Linked DNA regions of Mus musculus: all the other regions are linked to region 3. A link is a contact called in public Hi-C and HiChIP or PLAC-seq data. All regions are on one chromosome and are shown on one strand. Each heading gives the region's core, a stretch centred on a gene start, on an enhancer-like site or on the middle of the called end of the contact. The rest is flanking DNA. Distances are from core to core; before and after follow the strand shown.

Evidence for each region. Hi-C and Micro-C count contacts between places; a contact is called where the count stands out from the background. HiChIP or PLAC-seq counts read pairs in DNA pulled down with a chosen protein or histone mark.
Region 1: a contact with region 3 is called in a Hi-C map of the G1E-ER4 cell line, with 3 times the contacts expected there. The contact joins the enhancer-like site here to the promoter of 4930542N06Rik in region 3. A contact is called at or near these places in 8 of 39 promoter capture datasets (the 3T3-L1 cell line, the C10 cell line, embryonic stem cells and 5 more), 1 of 15 datasets of contacts at CTCF or cohesin (large pre-B cells), 6 of 484 Hi-C or Micro-C datasets (the G1E-ER4 cell line, erythroblasts, neural progenitor cells and 1 more), 7 of 115 datasets of contacts at active chromatin or transcription factors (bone marrow-derived macrophages, cardiomyocytes, double positive thymocytes and 4 more) and 2 of 9 other capture datasets (adipose tissue and liver).
Region 2: a BATF HiChIP or PLAC-seq map of CD8 T cells shows a contact between it and region 3, with 7 read pairs. The contact joins the enhancer-like site here to the promoter of 4930542N06Rik in region 3. A contact is called at or near these places in 12 of 39 promoter capture datasets (the C10 cell line, the HPC-7 cell line, cranial neural crest and 7 more), 3 of 15 datasets of contacts at CTCF or cohesin (CD8 T cells, embryonic stem cells and pro-B cells), 19 of 484 Hi-C or Micro-C datasets (the F1.1 cell line, bone marrow-derived macrophages, cerebral cortex and 9 more), 32 of 115 datasets of contacts at active chromatin or transcription factors (CD8 T cells, DN3 thymocytes, the HPC-7 cell line and 24 more) and 4 of 9 other capture datasets (adipose tissue, liver, macrophages and 1 more).

What each region holds. Positions count from the first base shown.
Region 1 is chr5:105,564,570-105,567,269 of GRCm38.p6, forward strand. All of the region lies in intron 2 of Lrrc8c (leucine rich repeat containing 8 family, member C), which reads left to right. Among named protein-coding and RNA genes, the nearest start is that of Lrrc8c, 46 kb to the left of the region's middle. Within about 2 kb of position 1,397, at least 29 of the 459 cell types and tissues checked have an H3K27ac peak or open chromatin away from gene starts, as enhancers often do. A contact at or near this core is called in the G1E-ER4 cell line, erythroblasts and fetal liver, where this site is marked.
Region 2 is chr5:105,635,699-105,638,398 of GRCm38.p6, forward strand. No RefSeq gene overlaps it. Among named protein-coding and RNA genes, the nearest start is that of Gm32230, 6.8 kb to the right of the region's middle. Within about 2 kb of position 1,378, at least 94 of the 459 cell types and tissues checked have an H3K27ac peak or open chromatin away from gene starts, as enhancers often do. A contact at or near this core is called in CD8 T cells, the SCID.adh cell line, adipose tissue and 6 more, where this site is marked.
Region 3 is chr5:105,413,901-105,416,600 of GRCm38.p6, forward strand. It overlaps 4930542N06Rik (a long non-coding RNA gene), which reads right to left and starts at 1,276. Exons shown (of 2, transcript XR_389449.3): 1 at 352-1,276. Lrrc8b (leucine rich repeat containing 8 family, member B) reads left to right here and starts at 1,875. Exons shown (of 5, transcript NM_001033550.3): 1 at 1,875-2,012. It overlaps Gm32051 (a long non-coding RNA gene), which reads left to right. Exons shown (of 2, transcript XR_389452.2): 2 at 1-22.

The sequences.
Region 1 (2,700 bases), core at 147-2,646, 150 kb after region 3:
TGGCTATGGGAGACCAGAGGCCTTTGGCCACAGCCTGGACCTTTCATGGAAACTGTCTTTGATGGTCTCTCCCAGTCTTTGGAGTGGATAACCCTAAGAGTGGTGAATGTCTTCACATTTGATTGCATTTACCTTCACTGTGTGGAAAGAAAACTTGGGAGCAGGAACTCTTGTGGTGTTAAATTCAGAAGGGATGTTCCACCTTAACCTGACCATTATTTATCCTGTACCACAAAGTTTTATGTATATGTGTATGTGTGTATACATATATAGCTATATATGGCCAGATACTCAGCATTCTCCTTTTCTGTCCCATTCACACTTGAGTATCCTGGTGAGTTCCAGACTTGGTCTCCTGAGCTGTGCCTTTCTGCTAGAGGTTAGGGAACCTGGGCCCCTCCCTTCGCACATGGACTTGACTGAGCATGTCCAACAGGAGAAAACTCATCAAGAGCTGGCGTGAGATAAAAGCAGGCTCACTGCCCTGCACTCAGGAGGCAGCGATTCCCAGGAACCCTGGGCAGAGAAGAGAATTTTCAAATAGGAGATTCTTGTTACGATTCATATATTAAGGGTCTAGAGAGATGGCTCAGCAGTTAAGAGCACTAGCTGATCTTCTCAAAGACTCGGGTTCAATTCCCTACAGCTCTCTGTAACTCCGTTGCTTTCTTCCTGTCTCAGTGAGCACCAGGCATGCACATGGTGCACAGACATGCATGCCAATAAAACGCCCATGCACATAAAATAAATATTTTAAAATAATTGCTTAAAGGGATCTTACTGTGACTCTACTGCCCTGTCAATCTCCTGTTTCCCTCCCCCAGGCTCTTGTGCCCTGAGTAATGTTACTTTGTTTGGAAAGTTTACATTTTATTTGATTTTTTTGAGGCTCTTGCTTGGATGGACAAGGCCTTCCATTGGATTCCCTGCCAAATAAGTAAATGAAGGACTGAGGGAAAGGAAATCGCCTTACGTTCCCTGGCCCACCTGGGTTGACTGGTCCTCACCATTCTCCATGAACACTCGTGAGAAAGTGTCTGGCAAACAAGGTGACGTTACCCTTGGAAAGGCAATGACATCTGTCCCCATAGAATCGTTCCGTTTATCTCAGCCTCATTTCTTGTGCCCATTTAGCACTCGGGTTGAGGTATGTGAAATAGGAGGAGAGCCTAGCCTTCCTGGGCTTCTCTAACCTACCGAAGTTAAGAAACACGTAAGCTGGAAATTTGAGTTTTAATACTCTGGAGGACAGGGGCTCTGGGCTTCTCTAGTTTCCTCTGCCTTGGAAGATTGTGGCCTTCCAGATGGACTGCCTGGCCCAGCCTGGTTTGGCCTGGACTTTCTGGCCTGCCCTGTGTGGTCCTGTGTGACTGCTTAGAACTGATAATGAGCACGAGGCACCAGTCAGCCTTGAAGGAAAACTTGTGTCTGTTGAGGGAGATAAGTCTTCAGGATAAGCAGCCGTGTCTTACACATCTGAATTGTACACTTGGTTTTTATATGTTGAGGTGGATAAGGTACCCTAAACATCATCAAAACCACATAAGGAGTGTTTGAAACACAGCGCACTTACAGGGTGGGATTCCTATTGGTCAGGTCATGTGTGCACACTGACCTCCTGAATCGTGGTTCTAGTTTGAGTGACAGGATTTAAAAAAGGAGGGAGAAGGCCGGTGTTGGGAGTAGAATGTAGCTGGGTTTGTTGGGTGCTTGTATGCCATGAACACAGTCCTAGATTTGGCCCCCAGCACTGCATAAACAGGGGATGGTGAAGCATGCCAGTCGTCACAGCACGAGGGAGGTGAAGCAGGAAGGCCAAAAGCTCAAGGTTAACCCGTTGCTACTTAGTGGGTTCAAAGCTACAGAAGACCCTCTCTCAAACAAGTGGCATAGAGCCCGGTAGCCATGGTGCAGACAGCCTGTAGGTGAGTCAGACCCAAAGACCAGGAGAAGAATGCCAAACCCTTGTGCTGATCTGTGTTTTCAATGTTCAAATAGTCATGCAGAATCAACATGTGTCTGGGTAGCGCCACAGATGGGCAGATGGTCCCTCTGTGCAGGGCCAATGGAGGTCTGTATGAAGGAGACACACGAGAAGGCACACACTATTTTACACTCACGGGCTCTTCCCATGTGTCCCAAAGACTACATGTGTCAGAGGAGGCCATCAGTGTACACTCAAAGTATCAGCCATAAACAAGCTGCTTTTCTTCAGCAGCGTGAAGAGGATGAAGAAGGCCCATTTTCTTAATTGCACAAATGGTATGTCTTTCTTCCTTGGGAGGGCATGACCCCGGATAGAGTTTATTATGTAAAATGCATGACAACATATTCCAGAAAAATCCACCAAAGGAAGTTAGGATGATGCAATGCTATAGAAACAAACTTAATTAGAAGGGCATTAGCCCTCCACTTAGCCCCACTCTGCTAGGGTTTTCTGAATACAAGTGCACTTGAAATGTGCAGAGTGAGCTTGTGTGGCTGGTGCCATGGTGACGTCCCTAAAGCTATTTAACAAAATCCCCGGGCAATGGGAATTTCTCAAACCCCAGCAGGATGTAGAAATGTCGAAATCCAGATTCAGGGCCGGTTCTGTCCTGCCTTTATAAAGTTCAGACAGGCAGGGCACAGTGGCCCTTTCCTTGGCCCCGAGCAGAGATGTAAGAAAGCATTCCGTCAACATCAGTGACAGGCACTACA
Region 2 (2,700 bases), core at 128-2,627, 220 kb after region 3:
GTGCAGAAGGCCTCCCCAGAATGCTTCAGGGGACCATAAAAAAGTTTCTCTCCCGACTCAGTGGTGTTGGCATCAAACAAAATTTTGTTCTTTGTTTTCAAAAGCAACTTTGAAAAGGGCAGGGGGGAGGGGCAACCAAAGTCAATCACTTGACACAGACATTGCTTAGTGTGCACACAGCCTGGGTGTGAGCCCCAGTGCTACATAAACCGTAGCAGCACACCAGGAATTCCAGTACTGTGGAGGTATCGAGAAGCAGAACAATCAGGAGTTCAAGGTCATTCTTGACTGTGTAATATACACCATATATAAGGAGTTCAAGGTCAGACCTCACTACATAAAACACCAGCAAGGAGGTTGGAGCGTGTTCAGGCACTCAGAGTGCTTGCTGACTAGAGTGTGTATCCCTACACCCATGTAACAAGCCAGGCCTGTCTCAAATACCTGGAGCCCCAGCTCCATGGGTGGCAGAGTCTAGAGGCTCGCTGGGACCTGCTGGGTTCCAGCCTAGGGAAGAAAACACAAGGCCCAGGCTCAGGGAGAGAACCTGTCTCAAAGGAATAGGAGAAGAGTGACAGACACTCTACTCTCTCTTCTGACTTCCATGTGGCACACATGTGCGCACATCTGCGCACACATACATTCATAAACACAAACAAAAAATAGGTTTTTTTAAGACCCTCAACTCAAAACAAGAAAAAAGATTATTATTATTTACATAATGAATCCACCCTGATTTATGTCCATCTTATAACAACATAGTTGTAAAATCAGATTTTTATTTTCTTTATTGGAGGAAAGAGCTTATAAAGATGAAAACATTTAGGTTCATGAAAACAAGAGAGTGGTCCTGAGCAGCTGAGCCAAACAGCAAAACCAGCGGAGCACCGTGCTGTTGGAGAGCACCTTGCCACTGGGGAGCACTATGCTGCTGGGGAGGATCTGCTCGCTCACTCTCAAGGCAGAGAACAGAACGCCAGCTGGGGATTTCCCCACCTCCCTAGCTGGGGGCTGGGATGTTGCTCACCTGAGAGAACCTTGCCTGGCACACTAATCTTGGTGTTCCCCGTCCCATTGTTTCTCGAACAAAAATATGGGAAACAAAACAGTCTCATTCCTCTCCCAAATAACACAAAGGCTGATGATATGAGGTCATCCCCTGCCAATGAGTGATCTCACCTCCTGTCACTAAGGTGCAAGCCAGACATGACCTCCCTACAATGAGGTGAGAACCCGCCCGGGTCCCACTGTATCTTCCCTGGGAGCCTTTCCTCCCTCTTTAGTTGCTCCAAACTCCAGGCTGATGACCCACCCTCCATCCCACTGCCTCTGAGAATGTAGCTCCGCCTTAAGGTGGGAGTGTCTGGCTGGGGCTACTTCCTGCCAACCACAGGGCCAGGCTGCGGGTCTAAAATCTCATGAGCCACCAAGGCTCATCATGCCTGTGACTCAGCGGGGTGGCAGATGAATTAATTCTAGACTCAACATTAAATGGGAGTTTTTAGACAAGTCTGTGGGGCAGGCTGAGTCAACCCCAGTGAAAAAGGAAAGAGTCACTGGTGAAGTCCAGGACTGGGAAAATCCTAGAAAAACATTCATGGCCTGGGGGCTGGGATGTTGCTCACCTGGGAGAGCCTTGCCTAGCATGCAGGGGTCCTCAGTCCCCAGCATCTCAAGCCTATGACCCCAGCACTCAGGAGGCAGAGGCGGGCGGGGTTACGGTCAAGTTCATCTTGGCCTACACAGTCTGAGGCCATTGTGGGCTGGAGAGACCTTCTCAAGAAAATAAGCAGGGACTGGAGAGATGGCTCAGCGGTTAAGAGCACTGACTGCTCTTGCAGAGATCCTGAGTTCAATTCCCAGCAACCACTTGGTGGCTCACAAAAATCTGTAATGGGATTTAATGCCCCCCTCCGGTGTGTCTGAAGACAGCTACAGTGTACTCACATACATAAAATAAATAAATCTTAAAATTAAAAAAAGAAAAGAATTTATAGTCTGGTCTGGGAGACCGTTCTCTGAGCTCTGCCCTGGCTTCCATCTCTCTGCCCACATCTCCTACTGTCCAGCTGACATCCTTTGTCAAGGAGAAATGGTAGATTCATGACTTCCTGGAATATTAGGTGGCTGGGGGTGGGGAGCCTGATTCAGGATCCAGTGCTCAAAGATACTGCACCCACAGCCCAGATTCGTGAGAAAGGAGTGGGCTGTGGGAAAAGCTAGCCCTGTAAACACAAGGCTGTTGCAAGTCGTCAATGGTGGGGAGGTTGTGAGTATGGGAGACCAGGTGTGTCAGGAACCTCTACTTTCTGTTCAGTGTTAGTGAGAAATACATTCTACTTAACATCAAAGTCGATGAGCCTCATGATGATGTTACACACCTTTAACCCCAGCACTTAGGAGACAGAAATAGGCAGACATCTTTGAGTTTGAGGCTAGCCTGATTTACAGAGCAAGTTCTAGGAGAGCCAGGACTACAAAGAGGAATCTTGTCTCAAAAACCAATAATAATAATAACAATAAATAATAATAATAATAATAATAAAGATAGATAGATAGATAGATAGATAGATAGATAGATAGATAGATAGATAGATGGATGTTGCCTGGGGCAAGTAAGGGCACTTGCCTCCAGGCCTGAACTTAATCCCCAGGATCCACTTGGTGGAAGGAGAAAACAGACTCCTCCAGGAAGTTGCC
Region 3 (2,700 bases), core at 26-2,525:
AAACATTAAGCCAAGAAAAAAATCAGAAACGTCCAGCTTATAATGTTAGAATACTCTGATTCTATTACAGCACTTACTTTTCCCCCTCAAACTGATACTTAAAAAACTCTTTGTCTGGGGGCTGGAGAGATGGTTCAGTGGTTAAGAACACTGCTTTTCCAGAGGTCCTGAGTTCAATTCCCAACAACCACGTGGTGGCTCAAAATCATCTCTAACAGGATTGGATGCCCTCTTCTGGTGTGTCTGAAGACAGCTACAGTATGCTCACATAAAAATACAAATCTTAACAAGAAAATAAAAAAACAAACACCTCTTTGTCCAGGTGGTAAGCAGTTTGAGGGCCATACTTACATCTAGAATTACAAATGTGTACACAAGGTCATACACACAATTTAATGACAATATGTTGTATGTTCAAATGAAAGAATTAAAAAAAAAAGATGTGTGTGTGTGCAGTGTGTGTGCCACGTATGTGGGTGCACGTGTGCGGGGGAGCACATATATGTAGGTGCACATGTGTGTGGGAGCACATATATGTAGGTGCATATATGTGTGGATGCCTTTGGAGGCCAGAAGAGGGTGTCAGAACGTTTGGAGCTGGAGTTGTCGGCAGCTGTGAACAGAATTCTGGTCTTCTGCAAGAACAGTCTGTGCTCTTAGCTGTGGAGCCGTTAGTCCTCACAGTGTTTTCAATGTTTGCTTCAGACTCAATGCAACTGCCACTCAGAGTGAATTGGACAAGGACCGGGTATAGCAGTGACTTCCAGGGCAGTTCGGGCTGGAGTTCTGATATGACTGGTCGCTACTGGATACAGCGCAGTCTTCCACACCTTCGTAGTGTGTGGAGGTATTGGGTGCCCAACTGATCAGGTGACTCAAATGCTGTCTTCTTTTACTCCTCTGGGAGTGTTTTGTTACCTAGGGATGGGAACACCATAGCAACTAAGAGATACAAATCTTGCTGAATTGAATCCTTGTGCTAGAAATAACCTGGACAAAGACTGAGCTTAAAACAGAACAGGGAGGGTGTGGGGGAGTTAAAGATTCGAGGAGGAGGATAGAACTATTAAATAGCCCAGAGTTCTGAATTTGGATTAAATTTTTGCTTAACTTGCAAGGCACACTGTTACTCTTCAAATACAGGGCCATTAACAGGAGAAGAATGTGGATGGGGGACAGGTGACCATCCTCAATGAAATACTATTATGTGTACTCCCTCTATCTTGTCACCTCACGCTGAAGATAAAGACACTGGAAAGAAAAAGATGGTATTGGAGGCCCAGAAGCTGCTTAGTTTCTCCTCCTTCCCAGGGGCCCTACAACCTTTCCAGTCACTCGACTTAAAGAGCGTTAAAGGGACTTCACTAAGGCAGGCTCTGCGCGGCACACCCCACCCTTCCTGGTAGAGTAAGTTGTGTCAATAACAAGTTTCTCAGGGGTGCACACGTGAGAAGGCAGGGGTCTTCTGCTGGGGTGGAGCGCCTGGGGAACGGCCATAAGGCCCGGCTCCTGGGTTTCTGGAATGCAGCCCCAGCTCCTGGCGAGGCGTGTGGCTGCCATGCACCGCGGATGCCAGGCTGGGCGAGTGCATCCGGGCGGCCGCATGGCGTTGGCTCCGGGAGGTGGCAGCTGCGCTTTGTGTGCAGCAGGAGGGTGAGTCACCGGCCCCCGCGGTTCGTCCCAAGGCCGGGTGGACTCTCGGGCCGGGTGGCGGAGCGATCCGGGTAAGGGCGGCTCGGAGGCGGCGCTGCGCGTCCCCGGCTCCCGCCTGCGCAGCCTGCGCAGCCCGCGCGCTCCGCTCCTCCTCCGCGCGCGAACTTAGTCAGCGGTTCGCGCCGCCGCGCGCCCATTGGCCGGCCGCGCGCGCCGCGTCACAATGGAGCGGCTCCGGGGCGGCGAGCCGGGCAGCGCCGGGGCTTCCCGCTGAGCCGCAGCCGCCGGAGTGCGGGCGCCGGCCGCTCGGCTCGCCCCGGCCGGCCGGGCAGCGCGGGCCTGGGGGCTCCGACACGAAGGTAGGCGGGGACGGCGGGGGAAGGGGGAGCGCAGCAGCAGGTGGGGGCGGCAGGGCAGGTGCTGTTACCTGGCGGCGCCTCACCTGGGTCTCCCGCTGCGGGCAGGTGGCACAGTCACCTGCTAAGCCGCGGTCGCCCGGCTCCCACGCCCCCGGGGGAAGGAGGGCGCGGTCCCTTGCGGGCACCTCTCCTGGATGTTGGGGTCAGATGGGGCGAGAGGAGGGGGCGGCCGCGCCCAGGCGGTGCCTTCGTTGTCCCTACGGCTGAACACGCACCTGTGTATCCACCACCCCCCTCCCCGCCCCCGAAGGGAAAGGCCCTCCCTCTCCACCCTGGTCTCCCCTTAAGTGAAGGCGCTCGCTCGAGGGGGTCCACACCAGGTCCCCGCCGTTTGCCCCCTGCCCTGGAGCCTCCTGTCGACATTTTATGCTCTGGGGTATTTACTGGCCTACAGCTGTGATTTTAGCGTTTGAGCTGGAAGGGGTCAACTGATTTCCATTTAAAGACTCGGTGGTTCCTCCTCCTAGGTTGCAGGTGCTGACAGGTCAGAAGGAAGAGGCTCGGTAATCCGTGTCCTCAACTGACTTCCCAAAGTCCGTAGGTTGCTTATAGTCATGTGTTTGTGGAAGACTTTGATGTGTGGTTAGAAAAACTACCACTAGGATCCCTTTGCACCCCCACCCCAGAG